2 separate regions of the Sus scrofa genome follow, and region 1 is linked to region 2. Evidence: chromatin contacts called from public Hi-C data. All regions are on one chromosome and are shown on one strand. Each heading gives the region's core, a stretch centred on a gene start, on an enhancer-like site or on the middle of the called end of the contact. The rest is flanking DNA. Distances are from core to core; before and after follow the strand shown. Region 1 has its middle 74 kb from the start of SKAP2. Region 2 overlaps HOXA3 (homeobox protein Hox-A3).

The links. A called contact is a pair of places that touch in the nucleus more often than the background predicts.
Region 1: a Hi-C map of omental adipose tissue shows a contact between it and region 2, with 2.0 times the contacts expected there. The contact joins two enhancer-like sites. A contact is called at or near these places in 2 of 47 Hi-C or Micro-C datasets (embryonic fibroblasts and omental adipose tissue) and 1 of 2 datasets of contacts at active chromatin or transcription factors (skeletal muscle).

The regions. Positions count from the first base shown.
Region 1 is chr18:45,560,231-45,565,546 of Sscrofa11.1, forward strand. No RefSeq gene overlaps it. Among named protein-coding and RNA genes, the nearest start is that of SKAP2, 74 kb to the right of the region's middle. Within about 2 kb of position 2,856, at least 8 of the 83 cell types and tissues checked have an H3K27ac peak or open chromatin away from gene starts, as enhancers often do. A contact at or near this core is called in omental adipose tissue, where this site is marked.
Region 2 is chr18:45,431,921-45,436,824 of Sscrofa11.1, forward strand. It overlaps HOXA3 (homeobox protein Hox-A3), which reads left to right. Exons shown (of 6, transcript XM_021079043.1): 2 at 1,896-1,999. It overlaps HOXA5 (homeobox A5), which reads left to right. Exons shown (of 2, transcript NM_001195232.1): 2 at 1-803. The coding sequence ends at 221. Among named protein-coding and RNA genes, the nearest start is that of HOXA5, 4.7 kb to the left of the region's middle. Within about 2 kb of position 2,776, at least 6 of the 83 cell types and tissues checked have an H3K27ac peak or open chromatin away from gene starts, as enhancers often do. A contact at or near this core is called in omental adipose tissue, where this site is marked.

The sequences.
Region 1 (5,316 bases), core at 1,606-4,105, 130 kb after region 2:
AATAAGAGCAGATTGTGAAAGACTTTTGATACTTAAAAAATATCCCTTCCAGTGTATGATTGTGGGAGCTTGCGAGAAATGTGTTTATAACTTTCACATTTCTTAGCCGCATAAATTTCATTCTTTTCCTTCTCATTGCGTGTTTATAGATGAAATAAAGAGGCAGGTAGAAAGGAGGGTACATGCAATAACTAACCTAAATGAGAAATACATGGTCATTGAAATCTAAAAGGCAGGGAGGGTTCGATCTTTGGGCTCACCTATAATTTGTGCACCATAAATGTAGAAGGAGGTCAGCAGGGACTTTTTAATGACAGTGCTGTCTATAACAGTATCATCAAGCAAGACATTGGCATAAATCATTGGCACTTTGCAAAGTGTCACTTCTGTCAACCTTCTAGTGATGTGATCTTTAGTCTTTCAAATCCATAGACTGGCATTTGGATCAGCTAAGCATCTTACATCCTGTCTTGCATATTAAAGCTGTTTTAGCCAATATTGAAATGCTGAAGTCATGCTTGTTCTAAAATATTTGTAAGCAACTGACCTAATAACCAAGCTTTACTCTTGGTAAAGCTTGCAGAGTTTCCTGTTAGCAAATGAAGTTGTTATTCACTTTAGGAAGTTCCCCAGGAAAAAAAAAAAAAAAAAAAAGATAATGTAGCAGTGATTTTTATATCGCTTCAAAAGACTTGTATCAATAACGCTTTTATTTTAAGTTCAAAGACAACTTTGCTTTTGGTTTAAGTTTGATCTACAAAATAAACTGCTTGTTAAAGTGACTGATATGCAGTTGGAGGAATTTCATAAGAACAGTAATAACAGCATTGATAAACATAATAAATTATCCTTGCCTAGATGAAATAAAATGAATCCATATCTGTATATAATAAGATGGAAAATCTGTATGCTTTACTTCAATTTAATTTGAACGAGTGCTTGTACTCAGCAGGATTGCTATTTGCATCTATAGAGCTCAAGTCTTTGAGAACTTGCATTGGTGTTTAGTGATTCTGAAATTAAACTGAAGAGCATCTTGAGAAGCATAAAGCTGATTCATACCTCCTTATTAAGTTTTCATCATAATTTTCTCCCTAAACTTTATATTCTAAGTGCACTGTTTTGAGAAGACTAAATTTGAGGCACTAGAGCTCAGTTGTACTATGTGGGCATTATGGTTTGGGTTGCAGTACTGCAGTTAATTTCATTTAAAGCTCTTTCAGACACAGATATTTGTCATCATAGGAAGAGACCTTTGGAGGTGTAAACAATGCTAGCCTCTCAAAGGTTAAGTTTTTACCACCACTACCACGTCTCCCCCTCACCCCCTGGTATGGCACCTTAGGAATCGTAATAGCCTTTAAAATCTGTGCTGTGAATTTACAGTGTCCCAGTATCCTTGGAACAATCAAATTCCCCTTTGTCCAGCTCCCTATCATCCCAAGGAGAGTAGAGAAGTCTCCTGTGTGAAACCTTTAAGGTGGCTGCAGACAAGAGCAGTTTCAACCCCAAATTAAGGAGCCTCTAGGAGTTCCCGTCGTGGCGCAGTGGTTAACGACTCCGACTAGGAACCATGAGGTTGCGGGTTCGGTCCCTGCCCTTGTTCAGTGGGTTAGGGATCTGGCGTTGCCGTGAGCTGTGGTGTAGGTTGCAGACGCGGCTCGGATCCTGTGTTGCTGTGGCTCTGGCGTAGGCTGGTGGCTACGGCTCCGAATAGACCCCTAGCCTGGGAACCTCCATATGCCACAGGAGCAGCCCAAGAAATGGCAAAAAGACAAAAAAAAAAAAAAAAAAAAAAAAAAAAGAGCCTCTAAACTTCTCCTGGATTCTCAGAGTATCACTGAGACAGCCAGAATCCAGTTGATCTGGTAACACAAGACATGAGAATGAGAAGCTAAGCATTCCCGGGGGTCCATTCAAGTTCTAGGGCACTTTTGGTTATGGAAATACCCCTTAAGATGCTGCAAGACTCCTAGAAAGACAAGACATAGTCTCAAAATTTGCTAAATACTCCTTTTTTTTTTTTTCTACCTGCTTATTTGTGGCATCTTCCCTTTCGAGCCTTGGCTGCCTGCCTCCCAAGTGCCTGAACACTAGTAGAAACTACAAAGTACCGGCTCCTCTATTTGAAATTTTCGTTTGTTTTTAGAATGTGTGAAACTTTCACTTTGTTCAGAGCAAATCCTGGCCTTAAAGGAAACAATCGAACCACTCTTTTCCAAAGCGAAGTTTGGCAGAAGAATAGTTTCATTGGACAAGGTACTGTATATACTCCCCATTTTAATTTCAACTTTGCCAATGACCTTGTGCATAATTAAAAGGGGAAAAAGATTCAAAAAAAAAACCACAGAAAATGGTGATACAAATAAAACAGATGCTGTCTTTCCCCAGCCCTGTGACTGAGATCTCATAAAACAGCTCTATTTCAACCTTCCAGTTATAAAACAGGAATGATCATCCATGTTTACTATAGTAGGTGCTTATAAAAAAAGATTTTTTAAATTCCAAGTTAAAAAAACCTCAACAATCTGTTGTTTTTGCCCAGACCTAATTGTGCATCAAACTAGAAATAGTAGAAACTATTTTAGAAACTAGAAATAGCCTCTCTAAAGACAGGGTTTATTGTGCAGAGCTGACCGCCTCAGACTCATCCCCACCCTTTCCTGGCTTGGCCTGTGTTCCAGGAGGGCGGACGTCTGAAGGCTTCGTTTCCCTGCTTCCGAGTAGAAGCCGGAGACTAAAGGGCAGGAGGAGGGAAGACGCCGTCAGGTTTCTCTCTTCTCTCTGCCTCGGGCCCGCGACTCTTTTCAGCTGTGGTTCTAGCTTCTGCGGGGTGACCCTGCTCCCCAGGCTCCAACAGCTGCCTCCTCTCTTGGTCTTCTAGGTTAGGGAGCAGTCATGCTTTGCTCATCTCGGGCTGCCTCACTGTCTCCAGTTTGCATTTTAGCTCTTCTGCACTTGCGTTACCCATTCCGTCTGTTTCAAATACTCCTGTTGGCTTACTGACCTGCTCAAAGTCTGATTAATTCGCATATCTGCAATAGTCATTGATAATTTTACCCTGTCCCTCCCCAAGAGAGGACAAGGAAAGAGACAAGAGGAAGGAAGGAAGAAGCGGGGGGAGAGAGGGGGCTTTCAGGCTATTTCTGCTGCTTCATAGCCCTTTCCTCTTGCCGCCTCCCTCTGCCTCGCCTTAAAACCATGGTGTGGCCTGTTGATGAGCAGAGTCCTCTCAGGGCAGAGACGGGGACTGAGATATAAGCAGGCTGGGGGTGGGCGTGGAATGGGGAGGAGTGCAAAAAGCACTTATCGGAGGGTCCCAGGTAACCCCGGTTGTTCTACCAGGGGGACCCCTATGATTTCCAACCAGATTCAGGCTCCTCCCCGATGGCCCCTTATTTCCATCTTTTCTTTTCTATCCCATTGCCCACTCACCCCTCCAAACTCCTTAGTACCTCCGCTGCATTTTTAAAAATAAAGTTTTAATTTCAGAATAATTTTGATAAATAGTTCTGTATAAATAGTACAGAATTGCCGTATGCCCCACAGGTAGCTACCCTGTTATTAGCATCTTACATTAGTTTGGTACACTTGTCACAAATAATGAATGGGTATTCGTAGATTTTTTTAACATACTTTATGCAGATTTCCTTAGTATCTCCATGATATCCTTTTGCCCTCCAGGATCCCATCTAGGAGAGCATGTTGCATTTAGTCATGTCTCCTCCTCAGACTCCTCTTGGCTGTGACAGTTTCTCAGACTTTGTTTTTGATGATCTAATAGTTCTGAGACGTGCTAGAGAGGTATTTGTAGCCTGTCCCTCAGCTGGGATTAGTCCTTGATGCTTTTCTCTTGCTTAGACTGGGGTTTGTGTTTTGGAAAGGAAGACCGCAGAGGAAGAATGCCATTTTCATCACATCACACAAGCTAGCAACACGACTTACCAGTGTGGCTTACAGCCCTCATCACCCGGCTGGTTTCTGTCCTACGGACTTACTCTCTTTATCCCCCTTTCCATACTGTATTCCCTGCGCGTAAGTCATTATGGGACAGCCCACACACAAGGAGTGGGGAGTTATCCTTCTCCGAGGATATTTCAATAAAGTATTGGGATTTTTTTTTTTTTTTTTTGCTTTTTAGGGCTGCACCTAGCCATATAGAAGTTCCTAGGCTAGGGGTTGAATTGGAGCCGCAGCTGCTGGCCTACACCATTGTCATAGCAACACCAGATCTGAACTTCCTCCTTGACCTCCACCTCAGCTCACAGCAACCCTGGGTCCTTAACCAACTGAATGAGGCCAGAGATCAAATCCATATCCTCACAGATCCTAGTTGGGTTCTTAATCTGCTGTGTCCCAACGGGGACTCTGGGAATTCTTTTAATCATGAAATCTATTTTATTTATTTATTTATATATATGAAGAAGAACTCATGGATATTTATCTGATGGGGGGGCTATAATTCAATGGTACTTTATTTATTTTGTTGCTTAAATTGTTCTAGCTTTGGCTGTTGGCTCTCTGACCTACCCAGTCATTATAGGTTTTGTTCCTTTTCTCAGAGAGTAGTATGAGAAACCAAGATCTGGGCTCTTGGTGTGCTCCTTGCAACGTCGATGCCCCTGCTCCCCTTAATTCCATCCATGAGCATAGTTAAACAGTCATTCTTCAACGCAAGGCTCCAAGTTCCTTTTGCTCTCTTTACTCCTGAAGATAATTTGCATGACAATAAAATTCAGATCTAGGTTGGGTCATTTGGGGAAACATCATAGATTAGAAAATTAGGTAAAACGACCTCGAAAAATCACATCCAGTGCCAAGGTTTTATGATATCTAATTCTAAAGGCTTGATGTAAGATGACATTCCATTTATTTTCCATGTTACCCGGAGTTAGTGAGTTGGGCATGTGCATGGGGACATGGAGTTTGCTAGTCTGGTTGGAGTAGAGAGTTTTATAACCAAGTGTGGAAAGATATGGTTGGAAAAAAGATTGGGACTGTATATATAGGGGGCCTGACTTTGAGTACAAGGCTGCATCCATAGAGCACTGGTAGCCATTTTATTTAAGAAACCAGGTTTGTATGTCCATTGTTTTGTAATCAACATAAAAGAGAAATTATTCAGTGCGGGGTTGGCCATGCAGGGGCAGGGAAATATTAATGATTTGCCTTGCCGGTTGTTGACTCTACTAGGGGTTGTGGATGGGGGTGCCAGCTCCCTTCCTGCTCCTTAGTCACTGCTTATTAATCATTTCTCTTTATTGCCTAGTGGACACAGATATTCACGTAAATTATAAGAGCATTTTAAATACACTG
Region 2 (4,904 bases), core at 1,526-4,025:
CCCGCACGGCCTACACGCGCTACCAGACCCTGGAGCTGGAGAAGGAGTTCCACTTCAACCGCTACCTGACCCGCCGAAGAAGGATTGAAATAGCACATGCTCTTTGCCTCTCCGAGAGACAAATTAAAATCTGGTTCCAAAACCGGAGAATGAAGTGGAAAAAAGATAATAAGCTGAAAAGCATGAGCATGGCGGCGGCGGGAGGGGCCTTCCGCCCCTGAGTCTTTGAGCGTTTAAAGTACTGAGCAGTATTAGCGGCTCCCGCGTAGTGTCAGTACTAAGGTGACTTTCTGAAACTCCCTTGTGTTCCTTCTGTGAAGAAGCCCTGTTCTCGTTGCCCTAATTCATCTTTTAATCATGAGCCTGTTTATTGCCATTATAGCGCCTGTATAAGTAGATCTGCTTTCTGTTCATCTCTTTGTCCTGAATGGCTTTGTCTTGAAAAAAAAAAATAGATGTTTTAACTTATTTATATGAAGCAAGCTGTGTTACTTGAAGTAACTATAACAGAAAAGAAAAGAGAAAAAAAAACACACAAAAAAGTCCCCCTTCGACCTCGTTTAGTGCCAATGTTGTGTGTTGCACTCCAGTTGTTTAACTGTGCATGTGAGTGGAAGTGTTCCTGTCTCAATAGCTCCAAGCTGTTAAAGATATTTTTATTCAAACTACCTATATTCCTTGTGTAATTAATGCTGTTGTAGAGGTGACTTGATGAGACACAACTTAACTTGTTCGACGTGTAGTGACTAGTGACTCTGTGGCGAAAACTGTGACTCCGAGCGGTGTGTCCCTGCGTGCCTTTGTAGGACCCTTTGCACGAACTCTGGAAGTGGCTCTTATAAGCGCAGCTTCAGTGATGTATGTTTTTGTGAACAAAGTTACAAATATTGTCCAAGTCTGGCTGTTAAAGCAAACTGTGATCAGCTTTTTTTTTTTTTTTTGTATTTGTTTTTAAGGAAAAAATACTGACTGGAAACAAAAAATAAACTTTCTATTGTAAGCTCTCTTAGTCTGGTTTGTGCCAAATAGCAAGCGGCTCTTTCTGCTCTTCTGTCTGTCTGTCCAGTGTGGGGAGGCAGTGAGTCTGAGGCTACCTGAGCAGCTTGCCTGTGCAAAGGAACCTCAAACTGATGCCCTGACCCACGACCTCCTAACTCTGCCCCAGTAGAGAGTTCAGGCCAGGAGGTGGAAAAGCTGTAGGTGGTTCCAAAGCCTCAGTCCCACCTGCCCATCTCTGAGGAAACCGAGTTAACTTGCTGGGTTTAAAAAAAAAAAAAAAAAAAAAAAAAAGGGAAGAGAGAGAAAGAAAGGAGCAGCAGCCCAGCCCAGGGCCTTGTTAGCGGCACTCAGGGCCCACACAGATGCTGCCTCTCTTCTTAGGCAATCCTAGGCCTCCACTTGCTGAAGAGGATGCTATGTCAAGTTGTGGCCCCCAACCCTCTGCCCTTAACCCACCCAGGCACCCTTTCCCGCTCCTCGCCCTCCTGAACCCAGTTGGCTTCTTTTGCTACAATTAATTTGCTACAAATGGAAGGTACTTACCCCATCCTAGCTTGATTGGGAAACTCCTCAGAGCAGCTAAAGCGCAACTAGAGATTTGCACATTTACCGACTGCTTACACTGATGCCTTCTTTCCTTTTAAAAGTTATAAAACAGTAAACTTTATAAGCCCCAGTTCCGGCTATATGACATTTGGGTGCCAAATGAATAGGGTTTTGTCTATGAATTAGATCGTAAAATCATCCATAGCACAGACAGATCGGCTCACTGGCTATAAAACGTCACGTGGGGCCATTAAAGTAAGTTTTATGGTTTTGGGGAGTTGACATCCAACATTATATACCACATAACATATAATCTCACTGACGCTGGACTCCATTTGACTCTTTTGCAGGCTACGTGTGCCGCCTGGTCATTCAAATTGTCAATTTTAGGTCCAGAAGTGTCCAACCCACAAGTTCTCAAAACTCTCTGAAAAATGGCTCCCTCCGAGTTAAGGTAAGCTCGCCCCCTGAGCGCTTTCAAGTTGATTTGTACTCTGAAAACTTTGTTTCTCGCGATCTGTGTGCGTGTATGTGTTTCTGTGGTTCTGTAACGGTGAGGTCGCCTCGGAATTCCAAAGGGAAGAGCAAACTTTCCCTGTGCCCAGATTAGCAGCACCACGAGCCAGCTTTCGGAGGCACCGCGGTGCAGAGCGCCTGTGGCCGCGCCGCATCCTTAGGCCTAACTTTAATTGCTGCACCACCGCGGATGTTAATGACTTCCGCTGCTCTCGCCGCCGTGCAAAAAGATGATTTTTGTGTGCGAGTGGGCCTGCGTGCGGAGCCTGGGCCGGGCCGCCCCATCCCCGGGCTGGCGGGTCGGGGCTCTGCGGGGTCAGCGGGGCCCTGGGTGGGGCGCGGGGCGGGGGGGGGGTGCTGGGAGCCGGGGGTGGGGGTGGGCGCCGGCCGCGGGCGCCGAGGCCGCGCTGCGCTGGGGACTTTGAAAGAAAGGCCCGGGCAGGGCCGAGGCGGACGCTGGCGGGATTCCTTACGGGGCTGTGGCCATACGTCTTCTCGGGCCGGGGTCATTTGGCAGCCCTGAGTCGAGGCGGCAGCCTTCGGGGCCGGGTCGCAGGCTGGCTCGGGAGAACCGGAGGGTGGCAGAGGCTGGCGGGCGCGGGCCGCACCTCCAGGCAGAGCCCCTGGGTTGCCAGGCCGAGCCCAGGCCGCTGGAGCCCGCGGGGCGCTGGGGACCGCGGGTCCCCACCTGGGGGAGGGGGGAGGGCTGAGCACCCCTCCCCCGCGCCGGGGACCAGGCCCTGAACCTTGTCTGCCTGCACGTTCTTTTTATTTCGGTGGGACTGTTCTCACCCGCCTGTGAGTCTGAAGCAATAAACTTTATGGCCGGATTTAACTTTAGTCTTTGAATCCCTAGGCTAAATGAAAGGAGTTCCAGCGCTTTCTTTTCTTCCGCCTGGCCTTTCTTCTCCCTCTCTCCTTCCCTTTTCCTCTCCTCCTTTGTAGAATTAGAACGTCTCCGCACAGGACCCTCAAGAGGCACCTCAGGCATCCCCCTAGATAACACTCAAGATGAGAGAAACTTATTCCCCCGCCATATACAGACAAATTCTCTCTCCCAAACTGTGCCCTAAAGTTTGGGGGGAACTCGAGGTGTCTTCAATGCCCAACTTAAAAGTCCCCAGAGCCATTAGGTTGTTTTCCCTCACACATCATAAAGGGTAGTTTAGGGAAGAAATTGGTCGTTTGTCAGTAGGAGACTTCCGGCTTTCTTTTGTTAGCTGCTCTTTCTGTTTGATCCCAGGAAATTTACATAATCTATGATTTCCAAAACAGTTCCCAGTATTGCACCAACGGGTGAAGTAAGGTGAAGTAAATTTTTCCTGGGTACAATTCCCACTTGGTCTCAGCCACCCCATCTGGCCCAGTCCCCTATATTCTTCGTGGCAAAGTTGTGGCAGGGGATACTGTGGCCTGTCCTGAGGTCTTTCTCTGGATGGGTACCCACAAGGGATCTAGCAGATTCCGCCCATCCCGTATAAAGAGCTAAGCCAAATTCTCCAAAGAAGAAATGAAACAAAACAAAAAAAAAAAAAAAATGAGAACTTCTGTCTCCAAAGGCTTTTCTCCCTAAGAACTGGCTGGGTAGTTTTGTGCAAGTGCTAATAGGGAAAGATATGTACTAAGTCCTTCAAGTGAAAACAGTTCAAGTATAGATGTGGAATTTCCACAAAGTGTATTGTGCAGAGGCCACCTATATTCGACACAAGTCCAAGAGACATCCCCAAAATTGGAAGTCCAGAAAGCAAAACCTGGGAAGTTTTTTGAAAAATTGAACCCTTCCCCCCCAAGTGCCACTGTTCTTGAATAGTGACAGGGCAGAATCTCTGAAATCGTTTTGTGTAACCTGTTAAAGCGAGCATTGGTAGTTCAGCGCTCAGGAAGGTGCATCTCCAATTTAATGGGAACCAGAATATAAACCCAATTTGGGTTCTCTTTTAGTGTGTGTGTGTGTGTGTGTGTGTGTGTGTGTGTGTGAATTGTGGAGTCTTTGTTCTGCTGCTCTGAGTTTCAGGTTCTTTATTAGAAAATATTGGGTTAAGGGTGTATTTTAGTTACTCATCTGGTGATCTTGCTTGAGTGATTTCTTGGTGGCTAAAATTCATGGCAGAAAGAAGAGAGAGAGGGCTGCTGGCAGGTTCATTTGAGTAACTCGCCTGGAGGAAGTGTCCACACCACCTCCATGGCCACATCCCACCCTGGGGTGTGCGAATGGGCAGAAAGGCTGTTGGAGCAGCATCACACAATATGGGGAATCTTTCCCACGCATTTAAAAAAAAATCACAGGCTATAAATATTGTCAACTTGCTTATTTCTGTCTGTTGTAATCATCATAAAACTTTAGCGTTTAAGAGAGCATGCCAACTCACATGGAGTTCAATGACTTTTTAAAAATACAGCATCCAGTCAGACCTATGTGGGCGTCATTGGAGAATTTTTTTTCTTTCTTCCTATTTTCATAGGAAGCATAGTAAAGAGGGTGGCTGGTTATCTGCTCATTTTGTAGATAAGTTATTTGTTTTCTTCTGCATTCTTTTGGGCTGTTTTTACAGAGGAACTTAGAAAAAAATCTCTGTCGTTGAGAGCTTTATGAAGACATCCAGCCTCAGCCGGGGGCAGAAGTGTCTATCTTGCTCCTTGCCTTGCAAAAGGCGAAGGCATCCGAAATGTCCCGGCCCCGTTTGTTTCTGCAAGCTGAAGGGACAATATTTCCTGAACGATAAATATAATAGGAAGCTGCTTCTGGTCACACTTACTTAGGGGTCTGTTAGGGTTTCCATGGTCTAATTCCACAACATTATGCCAAGATTCCTTTTTTTCCCCCTCCTCTTTCCCCTGCTTCA